7 separate regions of the Mus musculus genome follow, and regions 2, 3, 4, 5, 6 and 7 are each linked to region 1. Evidence: chromatin contacts called from public Hi-C and HiChIP or PLAC-seq data. All regions are on one chromosome and are shown on one strand. Each heading gives the region's core, a stretch centred on a gene start, on an enhancer-like site or on the middle of the called end of the contact. The rest is flanking DNA. Distances are from core to core; before and after follow the strand shown.

Region 1 (2,792 bases), core at 157-2,656:
ATTCTTAAGGATATGAAAACATATGAGAGTAGAAAGCTTCATCCACAAAATTGTCTTAGTAAGTATTTTAAGGCAGGGATAGCACTTCAGAGTTTAGGGTGAATCGAAGATGTACTTTAGCCTTTTTTTTTTTTTTTTAATGTCAAACAAAAACAACTTCTGCAACCACAAGTCTTCCCGCAGGTAATTCTTTTCATGACTAGAGTCAAAAACAAACGAGACAGAGACATCTGGGGTAGGGGGAGCGTTAAAAGGAGGCTTCACAAGTAAGATATGAAGGGAGTAGAGAGAATAGGTTTTAAAAGCAGAAAACACAAGGCGAGGAAGAGATCATGGTTTCTTATTTTTCTCTCCTCCCTCCACTTTCTCGCCTCACCAATCTGTTAGCCCACCTCAAATTTAGAGGCGGGTTCAGCGAGACCAGGCTGCAGGAAACCCAAGTTTCCCTGCATTGCCACCCTGGCTATATGATGTAATTGTTATTTATTGAGACTCTGAACCCAGCAAGAGCTGCTTTAAAGAAGTGACAGCCCATCTCCTAGTCCTGTTGGGTCAGATCCTTCCTGGGGGTGGTGCAGTTTGGCGGGCAGACCCTGCTGGAGACTTCGCAGTGACAAAGCAGCAGAAGAGAAACCAGGTTCCTGGGTCCTGCGTCCGTCTAGGGAGCTAGCTGTGCACTCCTCAGGTCTCCTTTCCAGTTTTCCGCTTGGAATCATGCCATATTTATCACTGGGTCCTACTAGGTGCTGAGCATGGGGTCAAAATGACCTAGAGTTATACAGCGCCGCAGCTTCCGGGATTTGAGCGGGACACAGATTTTAAGGAGGTGGAAATTGAGGGTGGGTAAAGGGCGCCAAAAGAACGCGTGTTTGTGGGGTGAAACGGGAGAAAGGGAGACACTTAAGGTGCCAGCACGTAGGCTGGGGAACCTGGGGTAGGATTAAGGTGCCCCGACGCCCCTGTGGTGCCCCCAGCGTTTGCCCCGGCACGGGTGACATGGGCGATCGCCTGGCCCCTAGCGGGGAATCTGTCCAGGCGGCTGGCTGGACGGGGCTGGGAAGCCAGGGCGCCGGCTCGGGAAGCACAGCACCCCCTCCTTCTCCGGGTCCAACCGCGTCCTCTCTCTGCCTTCAAGGCCGATCAGTCCCGGACCCCCACCCGGAGCACCGGCGAGGAGGCCTGCAGACGCCCGGTGGGCTCCCCGGCTCCGCCGAGCCTCCGGGTGCGCGCTCGGCCCGGGTGACAATGGGAGGGAGGGGCAGAAAAGGGTTAAGAAACTTGGCTGAAGAGCTGAATGGCGTGGAGCAGCGAGGGGAGGGACCCGGCCGCCGCGAAGTCGGCGGCGGAGGGAGGAGCGCGGCTGCGGCGGGCGGGCGGCGAGCGAGGCGCTCAAAGTCAGCCTCGCAGACATTGCAGCAGAGCCCCGAACTCGGGAGGCGACGGCGACCGCGGCGCAGGCGGAGGACGAGCCGGCCCCAGCCCGCCCGAGCGCAGCGCCCGTGGCCTCGCGCGGCCGCAGGGCACGGCTAACCTGGGAAGGAGGGAGCGACGCGGATCGGCGGCCCGGAGCCGCGGCGGCCTCGGTGAGTGGCAATCGCGGCCCGGGCTCCGTGCGGAGCTCGCGGGAGCGGACGCCGCGCCGCCCGGGCACGGCCTGGGTGCGCGGCCCGTGGAGGCGGCGGAGGCCGGGGGAGGCCCGCGGGGAGCTCCGGGAACACGGATCCCGGGGACAGCCCTCCGCCGCGCCCCGCTCCGGCTCTCCCCTGGAACTCGCGGGCCCGGCCGGCGCAGCCGCCAAGTTGTGGAGTTCCCAGCCGCGGGCTCGTCCGTGCCAGCCTTGGCGCGAGGGGCGCAGCCGCCCTGGGTGTTCTGCGCCGGGACCCACGCGGGTGGCCGGGTCGCGGGGCCCCGGTCGAGCTCGCCCGCCCAGCTGCCCCCGTTGGCCCCGAGCCCCGGGCGCTGGCTGCCGCGCCGCTCGGTCCTGCCGCCCAGCGGTGCTCTCGGTGGCGCCCGCGCTGCTCCCCGCCTATCGCTGCCGTCTCCCTTGCGCGGTGCTCGCCGATCCCCGGCCGGGAAAAGTGACTCGGAGAAGGGGCAGCACTGAGCCCCAGGCCCGGCCTGCTGGGCACGAGCTCCCCGCTTGCCGAGGGAGGGCGAGGCTCCTTGCACCCGAGGCCTCAGCCCAGTTCCCCCAGCATCCGAGAGGGGGTTCACTCGCATGAGCCTGGTAAAGTCCGGGGAGACCGCTCTCCTCTCTGGTGCCACTGTCCTCCTTTAATACTATTGTTGTTAGAAGAAACCCTCTAGCGTGCAAACATTCCCCAGACCCTCCTATCCCTTTCCAAAGTACTTTCCAAATTTTAATCAGGAGTTGATATTCAGACTGAAGGAACAAAGGAATCCACTGTGTTTAAAAGGCGGACAGGCAGAGAGTCTGACACATGTTGATCTCTAAGGCATTCCAGGAGTTTCTACCTTCCATCATGTCAGTAATTTAACTGGATTCTGGAGGTCGTAAACGAAAAACGGAACGTTAGGTAATTTCACGTTAAAATACTTTGTCGTCGTCGTTGTTGTTTTAATTAATGGGTCATTTTAGTTGGGGGAAAGTCCGGACATGATTAGGTGCAAGAACTTTTAACTCATTTTTTTGTGGCACCAGGCTGGAGTTTGTCTGCTCATGTAAGCTGATTGTGACACTGAAGGAAAACCGTGTTTTTAGAGAAAGAGAGACAGACTAAAAGTAAACCAAGATTGGCATGTCTGTCTGTCTGTCTGTGTCTGTGTATACG
Region 2 (2,792 bases), core at 207-2,706, 500 kb after region 1:
CCAGCGACTCTATGGACAGTCTTTACAGTGGGCAGAGTTCATCAAGTAAGGCCAATGAGTAAGAGGTGTCATGGCAGACATGGAGCCTGGGATAAGCTAGTTCAAAACAGTGAATGCTCACTCTGAGGGTGTTTATCAAATTAGAAACAAAGATCCAGATACATGACAATAGAGAAGTTGGAAAGGTTAGAGCCTTGACTATACATGGACTTACTAGTGATTGTGATACATAGCACAACATATTTCTGATGCTATAGCCTACAGGGATCTGGTGCAATGCCTCAAAAAGTTCATCTATCTATTTATTTATTTATTAGATATTTTCTTTATATACATTTCAAATGCTATCCCGAAAGTTCCCTATACCCTCCCTCTGCCCTGTGGAACAACAATATGAAATAACCAGTAGCCTCAAAAAGTTCTTTTAGGTAACAAAGTCTGATATAAAACTTTTATGCTCTGAAGAACGTAGTGTTATCTTGATTCAAAAGACATAACATTATTTGAAATAGAGAAGTAGACGACTATTCTTTATTTTTCTCCCATGGGCCTTCTTTGATTGTTTTCTTTTTCTTTTTGTCCTTTCTTTCCTCCCTCTCTCATTCCCCCACTCATTTCTGTCTGTCTGTCTGTCTTTCTTTTTGTCTTTTTTTCTGCCTGTCTTTCTCTCTCTATTTGTTCTTTCTTTCTTTCTTCCTTCCTTTCTTCCTTCCTTCCTTTCTTTCTTTCTTTCTTTCTTTCTTTCTTTCTTTCTTTCTTTCTTTCTTTCTTTCTTCCTTCCTTTTTTTTTTTTTCAAAACAGGGTTTCTCTGTGTAGCCCTAGCTGTCCTGGAACTCACTCTGTAGAGCAGGCTGGCCTCAAACTAAGAAATCTGCCTGCCTTTGCCTCCCAAGTGCTGGGATTAAAGGTTTGTGCCACCACTGCCCAGCCCTTCCTTCTTTTCTTCCTTCCTTTCTTTCTTTCCTTCTTTCTTTCTTTCTTTCTTTCTTTCTTTCTTTCGTTTCTTTCCTTCTTTCTTTCTTTCTTTTCCTACTTTTCTGCAAAGTGCAGGACATTTGCCTTAATTCTGTCGTTTCCATTTACTGTTAGTAAGTAGAGACTGGTGCAGTGAATAATACTGTGTGATAGATACGTCGCCAGTGGGGTGGGAAAGGAGATTAGCAGGAACTATAAGTGTGGAATCAACACTGCTATTGGTCTAAGAAGGACATTACTTAACATCAGTTACATTTTATGCTACAACAGTTACAAGAAACTACTGATAGTGCTGGTGCCTCATATATTTTATATAAGTAAACTGTTATCTTTGCTCCAGTCCAGTATCTTCAGGACTTTCAAATGTCTCTGCAAAGATTATTTTCCAGTTGTTTTTAAATCAAGTACTTCTGTTATTCAAAGATGACTCACAAAGAACAGATGTTTTGAATATTCTCAATTTTCTTCATATTAGCTATACAATAGCTATTTTGTTGTAAAAAGCTAATGCTGACACATTTTAAGGATGCAGTGTGTGTGTCATTCAGATTTCATAAGTATCCAGTTCTGCTAGAAGTTTTCAAATTCAAGGTTGTGATACTGAATGTGAGAAGAATTATATGATTCCAACATACCATGCAAAGCCAGCACCCGTACACTAATCCAGAAGGGAGGTGTGGGGAGATAGTGTTTCACTCACATGCTACATTTCTATTCACACCCAATGTGGAACTTACAGGACTTTTGCCTTATTTCAAAATCCACGGCAGTGAAACTGCCGCTCTTGCCTCCTTGAGCAGCAAAAGGTCAACCTGAAAGAGGAAGTGAGGAGCCTGTGAGTGTGGGAGAAACAGCCAGGCACTTTCACTGCCAACAGCTGTGACACTACAGAAGGGAAGCAAAATGGAGCAAGATGGAATGCTCTCTGTGTTTGCTTTGCTCACTTTTTATTTTTCTCAAGTGAAGTTCAAGATCAGAAGGGAAGGGAGACCAGAAAATAAGCACCCAGACAGTTTGGAGGTTCACACATGTGGGCAACTCTCCTCTCCACCCCTGTGGCAAACAAAAGTATCACACAAAGATGTTTATAGGCAAAGATGTTTCTTTCATATGGTCTTTGGCACACAGTAAGAATTCTTGGAAAGACTTTTTAATCACAATTACATAAGTTGTATGGAACTCTGAAATGTCATGTGTTGATTACTTATGATCAATAACAACACAAAATGATTAAACTGTTTCTATTGAATTCTTTCATAGTTTCCAACTCGGAAATTATCTGTCAAGGTCAAAGTTTGAATCTATTCTTTGCTCCAACTTAGCAAGTGGAGCATTGATTGTTTAATGCCCTTTAAGGCAGATCAGATCCAAATGAGGAGATATTTTGAAATGAGATGGTATTGGAATAAGGACTATCTAGAGTATTCAGACTGGCAAGAAAGCATCAAACCTAGCTTACAAGACAGGGTTTCCGAAGGGATGTGACTGAGAACTGCATAAGGCTGGCATCCGTTGCTCCAGTTTGAGGTAATGGTACAGGAAGCTAAAAGCCTTGGAAGCTACAAACTGTTAACCTTTACTTTGTCAGGTGGAATAACAAGCTGTTCAGATGGAACAAGTAATCGGGACAGCTTCCGACTGGATGATGACAGCCCCTACTCAGGGCCATTCTGTGGCCGGGCCAAAGTGCACACAGACTTCACGCCAAGTCCCTATGACACCGACTCCCTTAAAATCAAGGTGGGCCAACATTACATATGCTTCCTGGTTTATCAAACACTAGTTGCATGATAGATTTTAGGGACTAACAGAAGTT
Region 3 (2,792 bases), core at 115-2,614, 460 kb after region 1:
TACCCTCCTGCCACTGCAGCTGTTTATTAACTCCAATCCTCTTAAGTGGTTTACCCAATTCTATTGTAGTGCATAAAATACCATTTTGTTCTTGCTAGTTAAGAGGTTTATTGCATAGAAATTGAGTACCCACTACGTTCAATAGCACAGAGTGGGTATTCAATTTAGTATTTAAGCGAATTAGTGAATTTCAGCTGGGACTCCAGGACGAAGGCAGAGAGGTGGGAGGGACAACTGAGAAAAGAGGGCCAGAGCATGATTCTTAGAGAAGCACTTCCTAAAAATATGGTGCTACTGTTTTTAATCTGAGGAGTTTATGAGCAGAAAGTACAAGTTTTCTTGAAGCAGGCCATTTAACCAGAGCCTGCATTTGAAACAATCTGCACAAGCTCATCTGATAAGGGCTTCATTTTTCAAGGAAGTCTGAGCAACCTTCTCTTTTATCTGGATCTCTGGATCTGGCTTTCAGCAAAACCTTTAAGACATATTGGGGCTATTCCAGGCCCACTTAGTAGACACTGGATGCCTTGTCTGGAGAGAGGACTGAGCAGTCGGTAGCATCACCCACCAACCAGGCATTACCAGGGTACAGAGTACGTATACTATGTAGCAGGAAGTGGTTCTTTTATTAATCAGGGGGTTTTAACAATGATATGCTTGCTTTTTCAATGTCACCAATGCCCACTCATCAATATCTGGAGCTAGAATCCTATTACAGTTAGGTACTTTTAATCTATACCCTATTACGGTAGCTTTAGGGAGGATTAATATTATTTAACTTCAAATTGATCGTCATGTAGAAATATACAATTATGTATTGAGAAAGATACAGACATATGTCACATTTAAAAAGTGGGCAATGAAATTGAAAGGTAGGTTCCCTGGAAAATTTGGAAGGAGAAAAATGAAAAGGTGGAAATGATGTAAGTGTATTATATAACCTCAAATAATAAAATATTATAAAAATATAAAATGGAATTCTTTAAATAGTCTCAAACTTTTAAAAATCCACAATATTCTGTTTGATTTCATTTAAAAGGTTCAGATATTTTCCTCTTGTGCCATCTTTTTTAATGTGTTAAATTCTTTTACATAAACTGAGAAAATAAGTTTTGTTTTCCAAACCATTACACCCTTAGTAATTACCGTAGCCATGTCAAAGGTGTGAGCTAAGAATTATATCATAGAATACAGCACCGAGAATACAGTACAGAGTTACCAAATAATTACGGTAAGGAAGGAAAGGAAAAAAAAAAAAAAAAAAAAAAGAAACCTTCAACCAAGCAGACACTGAAGTCACATCCTGACCAGAGGAGGAAGTGTCACATCAGACACTTCCTCAGTGCTATCAGATGCTGGGTATCACGGAGAGCACCCGTGCCTGCTCTCAGTTGTCTCTGTAACAGCAGCAACTGTGCTCACTAGAGGTGGCCAGAATTCAAAATGCTAAAGAGGAAGCCATCCAATGCCTCAGACAAGGAGAAACACCAAAAACCGAAGGTAAGTTTATTTTCTTACAGAGTAAAACTAACCAAATACTGTACTAGAAAGCAACACTTACTTGCAAATGTATAACACAGACACACCAGACACACACACACACACACACACACACACACACACATACCATTTACACATACGCACATATACGTGTATACACACACATACACAAACTCATTCAAGCACACAACACATTCAAACAAACCACACAGTGACATACATCTCTCTCTCTCTCTCTCTCTCTCTCTCTCTCTCTCTCTCACACACACACACACACACACACACACACACACACACACACACACAAGCATACATGCACACTCACAGCCTACATCATCACCCTACTACTTACATGACATTTTATCTGTCACTTCTAAATTAATTTAAGTAGAGGACTAAGTGCATCAAAATACATATGGAAGAATTTGCATACTGATGAGCAATTATGGTCTTCACAATTGTGTATTAGATTCAACCCTTTATGTTGTTAGCTAAGATTGGGTTAGGATAATTTTATGGAACTCTGTTTGGTGGCCTCCACTTAACCATTAATATCATGAATTCTCTGCCTATTTTTCATTCCTTGGTTGTTCAATATCTTACCAGTGTTCTGAAGGAATTATTTTATCTGTTAAATTGTAGATATTTAAAATACATAACAGTAAGAAGACTAAAATGGAGAAATTTTAGGTTAGTTTTTTAAAATTCTTTTTGTAATTTGAATGTTCAGCTATGATATCTTGTAGTAGACATGCATTTTCACATTGTCATTAGAGAGAATTGTGCCCTATTTTGAGAAGACACAAAATTTATAAATTAGTAAATTTGATAAGCCAGTCTTATGTAGTATGTTCTTTTATTCTTTCTCTTGATAACAATTGGCATTAAAAATAATATAGGAAAAGCCAAGTTTACATTCTTATAGAACTTTAAACGTCATTTACTAGTAACATTAATTTCTTTAGTATGAAGTTGTGATGTCAGAAAATTTCTGTCCTGTTTATACATTCCTAACGTTTCTCAAATAAATTCAATCTTTTTGTTGGTGAGATAAATACTAGTGGATTCTTTGTTTTTAAGGAGTTTACACTTTGTCATCAGCTTTTATTTCTCATTGGGAGAGAGACAGTTTGGGGACTGATTTTCCTTCTGAACTGAGTAGGCACAGGACAGTCTTCAACGGTTTAAAACCTTTGGCAAAAGATCTGAAGTAAACTGAGAATTCATTATTTCCAAGTACAGGAAACTAAAACTAGATGATTTTCAACATTATTGTTTCTAATGCAAAAAAA
Region 4 (2,792 bases), core at 85-2,584, 440 kb before region 1:
AATCAAAGAATAAGGTTTAAAGACTCGAGGGCACAAAACTTTGTAAAGAGTAGCATAGAGTACGCTGGGGAGGTAGACCAGAGGTTTGGAGAACTTAGTAGGAAGTCATGAGGACCAGACTTTGGATATGAGAATCACATAACAATCTTGCATATACATACCCATAAACACAGCTCCAAGCCAGGCTGATGCTGGAAGATCACGAGTGCTAGGCTAGATGAGAATAGAGTAGCCGCAGCCAAGGAGCATGTCTTCATCAAAGGAACAGGAGAGGGCAATCGAGAAGAACCAACTTACAAAAACACGTGTGTCTGCACACACGTATGTGCATACCCTAACTCAAACACACACACACACACACACACACACACACACACACACACACACACACACACACACACACAGAGACACACCCATAGATTAAAACAAACTAACAATGTATCTTTGTGGAAAGTAATGCAAGGAGCTAGAGAAAAAAATTATAAAGGGAAGAAAAGCAGAAGGAAAATAGATGAAGGAGGCACTGTCCAGTGTTTGAGATAAGACGAGGAGTGTGTAAACTGAGAACGGGAACGTGGGCAAGGACTCAGGGAAGCACCATGCTTTAACCTCTGTGAAGAGCCCATTAAGAAGAGATGGAAACTAGCTGCTGGCCATAAAGGTGGTGTGACCTCCTGTAATTATCCTGTATACAAAAGATGTGAGTCCCAACTCCATCACGAATGACCTTATGTCCTGGGTGAAAGGAGCCATGAAGATGAGTGGTTCTGGTCTAAATGCGCAAATTGTACCATGAAATGGGACCAAGAATGCTCAGCGCAGTGCCATGACTGGACAGGGAATTCTCCAGACACAGTAATCAAAGTTCTCGATAGTACTATAGCAAAAATTATGGGTAATATGGAAAAACACAATGTTGGGTACAAGAAGTTATTCTCGGTAAAGACACACATTCAGTTAAAATATATTTAAGGTGAGCCTTCTGTATGTTAGGGCTCATTGTTCTAGGCTTCAAAGATCAAACTACTGGGTACAAACTACAGTAGGACTTCAGAATGTTGACCTTCCAGTAGTGGGGGCTGTTCAAACCAAAGAATTATTTCCTCCGAGGAAGAGGCAGGACAGCTGCTTTATCGCATGAATTGACACTTATTACATTTCAATGTGAAGCAAATAAGAAAACGGAAAGGACTGTGCATTTAAGAGCCAGGCCACCAGGAAGAGCTGGTTTTCTGCTCCACAACGAAGAGGATGATTACTATGACGAGTCTAAAAGGGCATGTGGGTTCTCAACAGGTGTCCCAAGTAGGCAAGGGCAGGGCACACAATGAGCAATGTGCGCAGAGGGCAGGAGCTTGGCACAAGAACCCAGAGGGAGTAGGAAGATGAGTCATAGCAGAGGAACTAGAGGAGCGTGAGTTTGAGGACGTGAGAGGGCAGGCGACCACAGGAGTGTGCGTTTGAGGGGTGGCCAAGAATGGCAGCAATGAATATCTCTGTGGGATTAAGTGGCCCCAAGCTTCTGAAAGACTCTGGCTTCAAGTCTGTTCACCTTGGAACGCACACACGCACACACACACAGAGATGTGGAGTTGGGATGAGAGAGAGAGAGAGACAGAGAGAGAGAGAGAGAGAGAGAGAGTTGGCACGGGCTTCTGTCTGTGTCCCAGCCCAGTCAGCGTCTCGGTCAGACTTCCAGAATGGATGGCCTCTGTTGAGTGAGGGCCAGCTTGGCTGGAAGGACAGTGGGGAAGCAAGACCTCAGTCAGGCATGAGAGAAGCATACTGGGAGTGAAAGATTCCTCCTGGTCTTGTGGGCTCAGTCATGTGAGGGGTCTGGGTAGACACGGCCATAGATCATTACCAAGGCCATGTCACAGTGAACAGTGAATTCTTGCTTCCCTGTGTGGTCCAGCTCTTACCCAACTGGGAAGAGTCGGACGGAGTCAAGGAAGCGTCTCTATGCTCTCAATTTGGGCAGCTCATCTGTGAGCAGATCTGTTTGAGATGAAGAGATTTGGTTTGGAGCAATTTCCTCTCCACAACCAAAACAAACTGTAGTAGATGTAATTTACCATAAAGTTGCAATCAATGTGGAATTAAGCAAATGTCATGAGAAATTTTTATTCTTTACGCTAAAGGGTATGCAGTTATATGGTATATATATATATATATAATCTCCCCCACACTTACATTGTAATTTTCTCCTACTTAGATATTCTTTTCTTTTTCCTGACTACAAACATTCCTGAATTTTGGTTTGTGGTTCTCTGTTGGCAAAGCTTCATGCACAAAAACCAAGTCCAAAGATCTGGACCCAACAGAACAGCAGTGTTGGGAAGAAAGTATTTTTAGGAAGCTGTTGAAGGATGTGATATATTTATTGCTTTGAGTTGTACTTTTCTGTTTGTTCAAATAAGCATCAGACACCAAAAGATTTTGGAGCTCATAGAATCTCAAGTTGAGTAGGCTGAAAATTTTTATCTGTCTTTAAAACTGGGTTTTGGAAGAATGTCTTCCTAGTCGTTTCTGTCACTTGTATCAACACTGTTTTGGTTAATTTTTCTCTTGTGAACAATAGCCTCTGCTTTCTAAATGCTTAAAAATAGAAATAACATTGAACTCATAGATGCTGTATGTAAGTTATGTCATATGTGTGTGTGCATATGACAACATTTTATAAAGTAAGCAAGATAAAAGGCTAACAACTAACTACAGAATACTGTAATTACAGATAATATACTTTAACAAAATTGTTAAATAACACAATGAGCCGGACAACTATCAGAGCA
Region 5 (2,792 bases), core at 216-2,715, 410 kb before region 1:
GTGGGTGGGTGGGGAGTGGGTGGGGGAGCATGTGGGGGACTTTTGCGATAGCATTGGAAATGTAAATGAAATAAATACCCAATTAAAAAATTTTTATTAAAACATAAAAAAAGAAATCTATTTCAAAATTTATACCTTGGAAAATCTCATCAGTGGAACTCCGTAAGCTATGATGATAACCCACCCAGCAAAACATAACCATAACTGCCATAGTGACATGGTTGAAATGGAGATCACCAATTATTTTCTGATTGTATTTAAGTCTCAGTCTACTGAAGGAAACACACACCTGGTAAATTCAGCCAAGAACCCATGGTTAGAGAGTTTACACACCATCGGGATAAAACTTCTGCTAACTGGATAGAGTGTCAAACTGCCATCTGAAGTTTTCTTTCTGTATTCATAAATTAGTGCAACTCTCAGATATCACCTGAGAAGTTTCTTTGTATAGTGGATAACAGTCAACTCAGAAGCTCACAACTGGTCAAAGTGTCTGTGGACTGTTCATCTACAAATGTGACATCGATCTCACTCTCAGGGACCATTGAGAAAGACAAGGTCAAAGATTGCAAGGGGCAGAAGACTCAGGGAATTGGAACAGAATAACAGAACCACTACACTCATGAACACATAAGAGCTATGGTTGTCCGTACAAGCCCTGCACAAAATCAATCCAGGTAGGAATTGGGAAAGGTACGATGATCCCTTACTTACAGATGACTCATTATTAAGAGTTGAAGGTGTCTGGAGTAGTTACAGTCAGGTTTATTTAGGGGTGTGGCCCTTGGTAGATTAAACATGCTTCATTGGATGGTCCCACACCACACTCATGAGTATATTGGTCAAATAAATCCCACTCAGTGAGAAAAAGAGAAGAGAACACAATGACACTGGAAGGGAAATTGAAGTAAGAGAAGATAGAGGGGAGGAATCATGGTGAATACGATGAAAATATAGTATATGTATGTAAGACATTCTCAAAGGATTAATGAAATATATTTAATTGAAAAATTAAAACCTTATTCCAATCTTCTGTGAAGTTATTTGCTCCAGAGTTTTTCTATGCCTTAGAGCCAAACACCTTAGGTTTGTTGTTCGTAGGGCGCTTTGCATTATTTGCAAAAACCGTGCCCATGTATTTAAATTATCCAGGAATTAACACTTATCTGCTACCTCTCCACTTCTTTTCCTGCTGTTTGCATTGAACTGAGTCCACTTCACTCTATTTAATGTCTATCCTTCTCCCTGTGTTAACTCCAGGAGGTGGGAAGGGAAAAGAACTGTGAGATGACTTAGGTAGCTTTACCACCAATTTAACGTAATGCACGCTGAAAGGGAACTAAATCCGTTGACTAACAACACAAAAAGCCATCTCTGGATGAATTTAGCCTGTGGCTCATCTGCTCCAGTACTTGACTGTAGTGAAAAAAATGCCCTAATGTGCAGTTTAGCTTTGGAAAGCTGCCTCTTGGGGTTAAGGGACTCTGCTGGCAGGCCCTAGTGCATTTTGTGGGCAAGCCGGGAGGCTGCTTCCCGGTAATACAATGGTGGGAAATCAACACTGTTGTCCCACATCAAGAATTCCTTCCAAGTCTCTAAAATGTGCTTCAAACTCATTTGCAGGACAAAAATAATAGCTGCTGAATCACAGAGTTCTGGTCAGACAACTCTGCCTCGTGTCTGCTGTGCAGTAATTCATAGTTCTGTTTACAGAGCCCATAGTTCTAATACAAATGAGTGTTACTCCAACTCATTAGAAAGGGAGAGAGATGGATTCTATTTGCAAATGTTAATTAGAAAAATCTGGAGTTCTAGGTCAGTCCTTGAACCTCCTTGTAGGACTGACAGGAGGGTCTTTGAAAAAATTATTTATATGGACAAGAAGAGGTCATAGAAATGAAGAAGTCTGATCAACCTCTCTCTCTCTCTCTCTCTCTCTCTCTCTGTGTGTGTGTGTGTGTGTGTGTGTGTGTGTGTGTGTGTGTGTAAGTCCACAATAAAACCCTTTATTTGATATGCTACTCAAAACAATGAAAAAGAACAGTTTGGATATCTCACAGTTTTAAACTTACTGGTAAAGATGAATATGGATCATAACAGCCATATAAATCATTACATATTGAGGCTGTAGTCTAGTGCACAGACAAGATCCTTCTCAACTAACACAGGTAGCTTTTATCTGTGCAACAGTGATGATCGGTGTACTATCTAGATCTTCACTTTAGTTTACTGGTCAACCAGACCTTTGAGAAATTGGAGGATTTCATGTGAAATCAACATAAGGTGACTATATCTAACACAATATTGAGGACATAATCATAGCAAAGACTTAGGTATCATTTATCTGAAATTCAACTTTAATGGGGTTTTCTGTATCTTTATTCCCTAAACTTAGCTGTCATCGTGTTCTACATATTCAGTCACCTTAATTCCAAACTTCCATTTCTGCGTCTTCTTGTCTACGTATGTGCATGTGTTTCATGCGTGCATCTGTACATGTATGTGTATGTTACAGATTTTTCTTTCATGTGCTTCATCCATACTCCAAACCATTCTGTCTAGTTGGTAATTTCCTTTCTCTCCATCTCTGGTGATTGTAGATCTGCTATTGTAAAAGTAACTTTTAAGGGCTGAATAACTCTCTTCTGTGTTTTGCCAAGCACAGAATCAAGGCTGGTGATAATTTGATTCACTGGTTCAGAGTACACTCTGATAACAATGATCAAAGCAGACTGGACTGCACCCTTGGCCTGACATGACAGTGGCATGAGAGATGGACGTTTGTCTTCCCG
Region 6 (2,792 bases), core at 149-2,648, 370 kb before region 1:
CTATCTAAACTAGTTGCTTAGTTAACTCTCAGAAGTTATTTTTTTAGACTAACCTTGATTTCATCTTGGGACTTTCCTAGGTTTTCTGGCCATGGGATTTGACCTGCTTAATCACTATTCCTAGTTTGGTACTCACATGCAAATATCTTCCCAGAAAAATTGATATGTCCAGGGAGGGGAGGGAAGAGGCAGAGATGGGTAACTCCTTTGACATTTTTGTTGTTGTTACATGTCTGAAAATATCTTTATTTTGCTCTCAAAACTGATTGCTAATTTTGCTTGGTATAGAATCTATGTTGCTAGTTCTTTCCCTTCAACAATTTAAAGGCTTCATCTATTGGATTATAGTTTCTAGAGGCTCTTGGGGAGTCTCAAATCATAGTTTCTGCCGATGCTTCTTGGCAAGAGTTCATGGTACTGTTTGCCTTAGATTTTCCTAAGGGTGGTTCTTTTCATTCTCGGCAATGTACACAAAGGAATTATTTAGGATTTGTGCTCCAAATATTTACAAAGTTCTTCCACAAAACAGGAACTATCTTAGAACTGATACCTGGAGTTCTATGGAAATTTCTCTATTATTTCTTAATATGTCTGACCCTTCCATCTCTATTTGCTAAATACAGGTTATTCGTCCTTTCTGTGTATGGATACTCCGGGTTGGAGTCTCCAATTTTCTCAACTATTTAATAACTTATTTTTCAGTCTTCTTCCCAAGTATTGACCAAACCCATCTTCAAGTCTCATTTTTTAAAATGCAACTTTCCTCTACCTGATTAGTATTACGTAGAGAAATATGAATAATGAAATTTAAATGTTTTCTCCTTCTTTTCTTGCTCCCTTTGAAGTCATTTCTTCTGTGCATTAGGTCCCATATTTAATAACTATACTTTTCCTTAAATAACTGGTCATCTCATATTGATAGTCTAACAACTAACCACTTAGCTAAGAAATTGGCTACCGATGGCAAATGTTTCTCTATAAAGGATATATCTGATCCTTTCCTCTTCCTGCCAACAGGCATATTTATCTGACAGCTCCAGATCTGTATTTACTAGGAGAAGGACAAGGGATGACTGTGAATTGTCACCATTTAGAATGCCCCCGTGATCTCCCAGTGCCTTCATTTCCCATGCTGGTTTTTTATACCATCCATGATCAGAGTGTCTGGTGCTGTGCTGACTAGAGCATCATTGTATGGCAGTCTTGATGGTAACTTTGTCTCTCCCAGAGTCTGGGAAGTACAGCAGGCCAGCAATGTAGGAAAGAGGCATTGTGGAATATGCCTACTTTCTGCAGAGGTTTATTTGACCCATCTGGGTTCAGCCATCTTTTCATCTCTCTCTGAGCTTCCTAGTATGTCCAGCTTAGACCTTGTTCAGAGTTTTGTGCTCTACCTCTGTCTGTCAGGTGGGCGAGTTCCTAGAAGGCTCAAAACCACATGAGTTACCAGTAGTGACTCCTGTGGTATCTTGCTTGCTTCTTTCATCATTGTTAACAATCCATGTTCAATTTACTACTTCCATGCAGCCATTTTTTAATATACTGAAATGGTTTACTTTACCATACAAGGTCTTCCAGATATCCCAAATCAATGACCCTTAGCTTGCCATCAGTCTGTGGACTAAAGAGTGAAGTCATAGTTTCTAAGACAGCATGAGTAGAGAGAGCTACTGACAGAGGTGGCCTAGGTTGTAGGTACAGATGCATTCAAGAGTGACACTGGCTAGCTTGGGGCTAGGGGGCAGCTGGTGACTAATGATTCCTTTAGAACAAAGTTGATTCTGGCAGCCTAAAAGAAGGCAGGCCTTCTAGTAATTGGCAGAGCTTGATCAAAGGGAATTGTTAGAAGCCCAGAGTGGATCCTGAGGTAATATGGTCACTAGCTAACAGGGAGCCATAAACTCTTTCTGCTGCTTTCATGTGTCAGCTGTGTGACTCTCCACCTCTGAGGCCTCTGGAAACTTAACACTGCACGCAGAACCTCAACGTGAAGGGTGATCTTGATTGTCAACTTGCTAAGAACTAAAAATCACCTAGAAGACACAGCTCAGGCTTATCTGAGGACACCTGTATTGGTCTGACTGAGGAGACATGACACACTGTGGATGTGGAATCATTTTCCCACAGGTTAGGATCCAAATCTGAATAAAAATGAAGGGAGGGAGGCAAGAAATAGCATTCTCTCTCTCTCTCTCTCTCTCTCTCTCTCTCTCTCTCTCTCTCTCTCTCTCTCTCCCTAACTGCAGACACAATGCGACCAGATTCCTCATACTCACACTGTCATGTCTTCCCTGATCAGGTGATGGATTGTAGCCCTTCAAATAGTGAACCATAATAAATTCTTTTTTTCCCTAAGCAGCTTCTGTCAGGTATTTTATTATGACAAGAAATGTAATACACTTAATTTCATCAACTGTAAAATGGGACCATTAGTCATCACTTCCTCCCCAGGTTTGTTGTGAAGCTTGAATCTATTAGTATCCTGTAGAGTTTAATACAGTATCAAATGCATGGAACAACTGAGGGCACCATTGTGCATCCACTAAGGACTCAGGAACCCCCCCTTTAGCTAGGTGAATCAAATACATCATCTAGGACCATCTGGCTCTTTGAAAATTATCTTTAGTTTCTGGGCTTCACCAAAAAAATAACCAAAGAACTGTTTGAATGCCAGGTTTTCGTTAGGATAATTAGCCACACGACTCTGCAGTCAAAGAGACAAACACCTCCAAATCTCTTCCAATAGTACCGCTAGGTAGAAAAATGATGACTGATTAACCAAGAGCTATGCT
Region 7 (2,792 bases), core at 76-2,575, 280 kb before region 1:
GGATGGTGTGTGTGTGTGTGTGTGTGTGTGTGTGTGTGTGTGTGTGCTTTCTCTCGACAGCAAATTTTAATGTCATACTACGCAGACAGGCTATCAAACTAGATTTTATGGACTCTCAAACTCAGATCTGTGCTATCCCAACATAGCAATTGCTATGCTCTTAATCTTCACTTTTGTTGAAGGTGGGGCTGGACAATTAAAGTTGAAACAGAACCCAAGCAGCAGCTGGACATTTGCCTTCTTCCTCTACTTGCAACAAAGGCAGGGCTAGCTACTTAGGGTTTAAAGGGCAGAATAGAAGGTCACCCTTTTTTGTCAAGATGCAAATAAAGGCAGTTTCAGACAGAAGGTCAAGGCAAGGTGAATATCAGCACCTGAGCCACCAGGAGTGATTTTGTATTGGGAAGCTGATCTCAGAAAATGGGAACTTTTTCAAATGTTTCCCAGAGTTATGAAAGGAAGCAGTTACCCCTGATGAACAGTTTAAATAGGGTTACCACACGGAGACCGCGGCGTGGGTACCACATGCCATCTTTTTCGATGGTAAACATTACCAGAGATACAGAGCATCCTGAGGAGGTTTAAGCCTTTGTTTCATACATTGGAAATGGATAATGAAGGTTATATCATAAAGCACATTTTGTCCCTCCTAAAGATGTCTTGGACAGGACGTGAAATTTCCAAGGGACAAGCTTTTTAGTTTATAACCATCAAGAAGAGAAAGCTCACTTAGGAAAATTTTACTCAGAGATGCAAAAATATGCAAACATTTGCAATAAACATCCATGCCCCCTTGCACTGTACTGATTTCCATTAAATGTTGAATTTTTATATGACACAAGTGACTAAATACGGCTCTTTTCGTGACAATGCGCCTATTCTCTAGATTGTGTGCAGGTCGTGATATTATTTATCAACAGCAGACTGTGAAAACACGAGCAATTGCAGTCAAATTACAGTTTACAATAGCTAACAAATCACATTGAGTCATATGTATGCACATTATTACTGTCAAGTCAAAAGCCAACAAAGCACACTGCATTTACTTCCTAGGATGATCGGTCCTTTATGCCATCACCCAGTCCGTTTTCACTGTCACCAGATTCTATTACTTCACCCTTTCACAGAATCAAAGTCAAGGTGGAGAATGAGCCAATGGATCCATTCTTCATTTAAACTTTTCACACAGACACTTGTGAAACGAAAGGGCAGGGTCCTGCCCTTGCTGGCCCCAGGCTGATGGTCTCTGAACTCTTCAGGCACCTCACAGTCCTCCCTGAGACCAGAGGCGCCTGCTGGGTCTCCAAATAGCTCATCCAGCTGCTCTTAGCTTTCACTGTCACCCCTCAAAGAATGTCCTGCAGACTGGCGGGCCTGTGGTAACTAGATGTCTGAACCCTAGGGTGATTTTTTTTTAACTCTTTCAGGTGAAATTCTATACTTTGTTTTTAATGGTAATGGATAATGACAGGAAAACATAGAAATATTTGTCAGGACTAATTAACTGAACAAACCAGACTGGTCCTCAGAAAGGCATCTGTGGCATAGCTGCATCAGTTACAGGAAATTAGATAAATAGCTCCTATTATTCTGGTGCCGGAATTTCCTTAAGAAGAAAAAAGGGCACCCTGTAAATAAATCAAACATCAAATAGTAAATAAAGCACAAACAAAGCGAAACTAAACAAAAGAATAATTCTCCAGGATGAGAATGTCTTTTATGGATGAAGTAAGGGAGCAAGCCAGACACCAGGCGACAAAGGGCTAAACCAGAGGGGACACTTGGCGCTTAGGATATGACATTAGGCTATGACGTTTAGGGTATTCTATTTCTGTAATGACTCTAATTAGCATTAAGATGGAGACTGCAATGAATCTACAGATGCCCCTTGGCAACACAGCTATTTTAACATATAATCAAAACATAGAAATACCTAACTAAGGTCAACACAGAGGGAGAAGTGCTAACCCTCCTGTAAGTATCATGTGGCCAAAAAAGGAGAGTGCGAGTAAAGAAAGGAAGAGGGGGTGAACTCAGGCGACATCATCCATCCAGTCAACACATATTTACTTTGAAACGACAATAACAGAAAGCCACCAAGAGAAACAGAAAGTCCAATTTTGGACAATGGAAACAAAACGCCCCACACTTTCAGTATCTATGAACTACATGATAATAAACAATTGAGTCAAGATGAAATTGGGATTCTGTAGAGAAACAGAAATATATGTATATTTTTGTCTGTGTGTGTGTCTGTTCTTCATTTAAACTTTTCCCACAGACACATGTGAAGCTAAAAGTCAGTGACCTGCCCTACTGGCCCCAGGCTGATGGTCTCTGAAACCTTTAAGCACCTTTCACCTCTCAGTCCTCTCTGAGGATCCTGCTGCATCTCCAAATAGCTCATCCATCTGCTTGTAGCTTTCACTGCCACGCCTACCTACTGCCTATAGACAGACAGAGAGACAAACAGACAGACATGTAGATATATAGATACATCAAATAGATAGAGGTAGAGATAGATACAAATAGGTATAGATACAGATATAAGTACAGATATAAATATATGAATAGACATAGGTTGATTATGATAAATAGAGACAGATAATAGGTAGATGACTGGTAGATAATAGAGACATGATAGGAAGATGGATAGACAGACAGATAGATAGAAAGACAGATTTATTGATTCATAGATACAGATATTACTTGATATAGATATCAGGATTTATTAGAATGGCTTACAAGGGGTGTTTCAGTGAGTGCAACAATGGCTGTCTACCAAAGGAAGG

The links. HiChIP or PLAC-seq counts read pairs in DNA pulled down with a chosen protein or histone mark. A called contact is a pair of places that touch in the nucleus more often than the background predicts.
Region 2: an H3K4me3 HiChIP or PLAC-seq map of bone marrow-derived macrophages shows a contact between it and region 1, with 3 times the contacts expected there. The contact joins the enhancer-like site here to the promoter of Nrip1 in region 1. A contact is called at or near these places in 3 of 39 promoter capture datasets (hematopoietic stem and progenitor cells, hippocampal neurons and pre-B cells), 5 of 115 datasets of contacts at active chromatin or transcription factors (astrocytes, bone marrow-derived macrophages, embryonic forebrain and 2 more) and 1 of 9 other capture datasets (macrophages).
Region 3: an H3K27ac HiChIP or PLAC-seq map of bone marrow-derived dendritic cells shows a contact between it and region 1, with 6 times the contacts expected there. The contact joins the promoter of Samsn1 here to the promoter of Nrip1 in region 1. A contact is called at or near these places in 5 of 39 promoter capture datasets (the HPC-7 cell line, HPC-7-derived erythroid cells, hippocampal neurons and 2 more), 10 of 484 Hi-C or Micro-C datasets (the Ba/F3 cell line, CD4 T cells, LSK cells and 6 more), 14 of 115 datasets of contacts at active chromatin or transcription factors (the 230-238 cell line, CD8 T cells, DN3 thymocytes and 11 more) and 1 of 9 other capture datasets (liver).
Region 4: an H3K4me3 HiChIP or PLAC-seq map of the SCID.adh cell line shows a contact between it and region 1, with 12 read pairs. The contact joins the enhancer-like site here to the promoter of Nrip1 in region 1. A contact is called at or near these places in 12 of 39 promoter capture datasets (the 3T3-L1 cell line, 3T3-L1-derived adipocytes, the C10 cell line and 8 more), 1 of 15 datasets of contacts at CTCF or cohesin (pro-B cells), 9 of 484 Hi-C or Micro-C datasets (the Ba/F3 cell line, adipose-derived mesenchymal stem cells, brown adipocytes and 6 more), 25 of 115 datasets of contacts at active chromatin or transcription factors (the 230-238 cell line, the SCID.adh cell line, SST interneurons and 21 more) and 1 of 9 other capture datasets (macrophages).
Region 5: a contact with region 1 is called in a Hi-C map of uterus, with 7 times the contacts expected there. The contact joins the enhancer-like site here to the promoter of Nrip1 in region 1. A contact is called at or near these places in 9 of 39 promoter capture datasets (the 3T3-L1 cell line, the C10 cell line, the HPC-7 cell line and 5 more), 1 of 15 datasets of contacts at CTCF or cohesin (CD8 T cells), 43 of 484 Hi-C or Micro-C datasets (the AML12 cell line, B cells, the C2C12 cell line and 30 more), 28 of 115 datasets of contacts at active chromatin or transcription factors (the 230-238 cell line, DN3 thymocytes, the SCID.adh cell line and 19 more) and 3 of 9 other capture datasets (embryonic stem cells, liver and macrophages).
Region 6: a CTCF HiChIP or PLAC-seq map of CD8 T cells shows a contact between it and region 1, with 5 read pairs. The contact joins the enhancer-like site here to the promoter of Nrip1 in region 1. A contact is called at or near these places in 8 of 39 promoter capture datasets (HPC-7-derived erythroid cells, cranial neural crest, embryonic stem cells and 4 more), 1 of 15 datasets of contacts at CTCF or cohesin (CD8 T cells), 5 of 484 Hi-C or Micro-C datasets (the NIH/3T3 cell line, embryonic fibroblasts, embryonic limb bud and 1 more), 28 of 115 datasets of contacts at active chromatin or transcription factors (the 230-238 cell line, CD8 T cells, DN3 thymocytes and 21 more) and 4 of 9 other capture datasets (adipose tissue, embryonic stem cells, liver and 1 more).
Region 7: a Hi-C map of myocytes shows a contact between it and region 1, with 3 times the contacts expected there. The contact joins the enhancer-like site here to the promoter of Nrip1 in region 1. A contact is called at or near these places in 11 of 39 promoter capture datasets (the 3T3-L1 cell line, the HPC-7 cell line, cancer-associated fibroblasts and 6 more), 4 of 484 Hi-C or Micro-C datasets (the G1E-ER4 cell line, the P5424 cell line, myocytes and 1 more), 16 of 115 datasets of contacts at active chromatin or transcription factors (the 230-238 cell line, the SCID.adh cell line, bone marrow-derived macrophages and 10 more) and 1 of 9 other capture datasets (pancreatic islet).

Annotation. Positions count from the first base shown.
Region 1 is chr16:76,371,663-76,374,454 of GRCm38.p6, reverse strand. It overlaps Nrip1 (nuclear receptor interacting protein 1), which reads left to right and starts at 1,406. Exons shown (of 4, transcript NM_173440.3): 1 at 1,406-1,583.
Region 2 is chr16:75,876,350-75,879,141 of GRCm38.p6, reverse strand. Samsn1 (SAM domain, SH3 domain and nuclear localization signals, 1) reads left to right here. Exons shown (of 8, transcript NM_023380.2): 4 at 1-45; 5 at 2,565-2,716. Among named protein-coding and RNA genes, the nearest start is that of Samsn1, 32 kb to the left of the region's middle. Within about 2 kb of position 1,456, at least 87 of the 459 cell types and tissues checked have an H3K27ac peak or open chromatin away from gene starts, as enhancers often do. A contact at or near this core is called in bone marrow-derived macrophages, hematopoietic stem and progenitor cells, microglia and 2 more, where this site is marked.
Region 3 is chr16:75,907,838-75,910,629 of GRCm38.p6, reverse strand. Samsn1 (SAM domain, SH3 domain and nuclear localization signals, 1) reads left to right here and starts at 1,364. Exons shown (of 8, transcript NM_023380.2): 1 at 1,364-1,500. The coding sequence starts at 1,444.
Region 4 is chr16:76,815,238-76,818,029 of GRCm38.p6, reverse strand. No RefSeq gene overlaps it. Among named protein-coding and RNA genes, the nearest start is that of Gm30790, 38 kb to the right of the region's middle. Within about 2 kb of position 1,334, at least 31 of the 459 cell types and tissues checked have an H3K27ac peak or open chromatin away from gene starts, as enhancers often do. A contact at or near this core is called in the SCID.adh cell line, muscle stem cells, myocytes and 1 more, where this site is marked.
Region 5 is chr16:76,781,589-76,784,380 of GRCm38.p6, reverse strand. No RefSeq gene overlaps it. Among named protein-coding and RNA genes, the nearest start is that of Gm30790, 3.9 kb to the right of the region's middle. Within about 2 kb of position 1,465, at least 10 of the 459 cell types and tissues checked have an H3K27ac peak or open chromatin away from gene starts, as enhancers often do. A contact at or near this core is called in uterus, where this site is marked.
Region 6 is chr16:76,741,532-76,744,323 of GRCm38.p6, reverse strand. No RefSeq gene overlaps it. Among named protein-coding and RNA genes, the nearest start is that of Gm30790, 36 kb to the left of the region's middle. Within about 2 kb of position 1,398, at least 10 of the 459 cell types and tissues checked have an H3K27ac peak or open chromatin away from gene starts, as enhancers often do. A contact at or near this core is called in CD8 T cells and neural tube, where this site is marked.
Region 7 is chr16:76,653,799-76,656,590 of GRCm38.p6, reverse strand. No RefSeq gene overlaps it. Among named protein-coding and RNA genes, the nearest start is that of Gm30726, 110 kb to the right of the region's middle. Within about 2 kb of position 1,325, at least 7 of the 459 cell types and tissues checked have an H3K27ac peak or open chromatin away from gene starts, as enhancers often do. A contact at or near this core is called in craniofacial prominence, myocytes and neural tube, where this site is marked.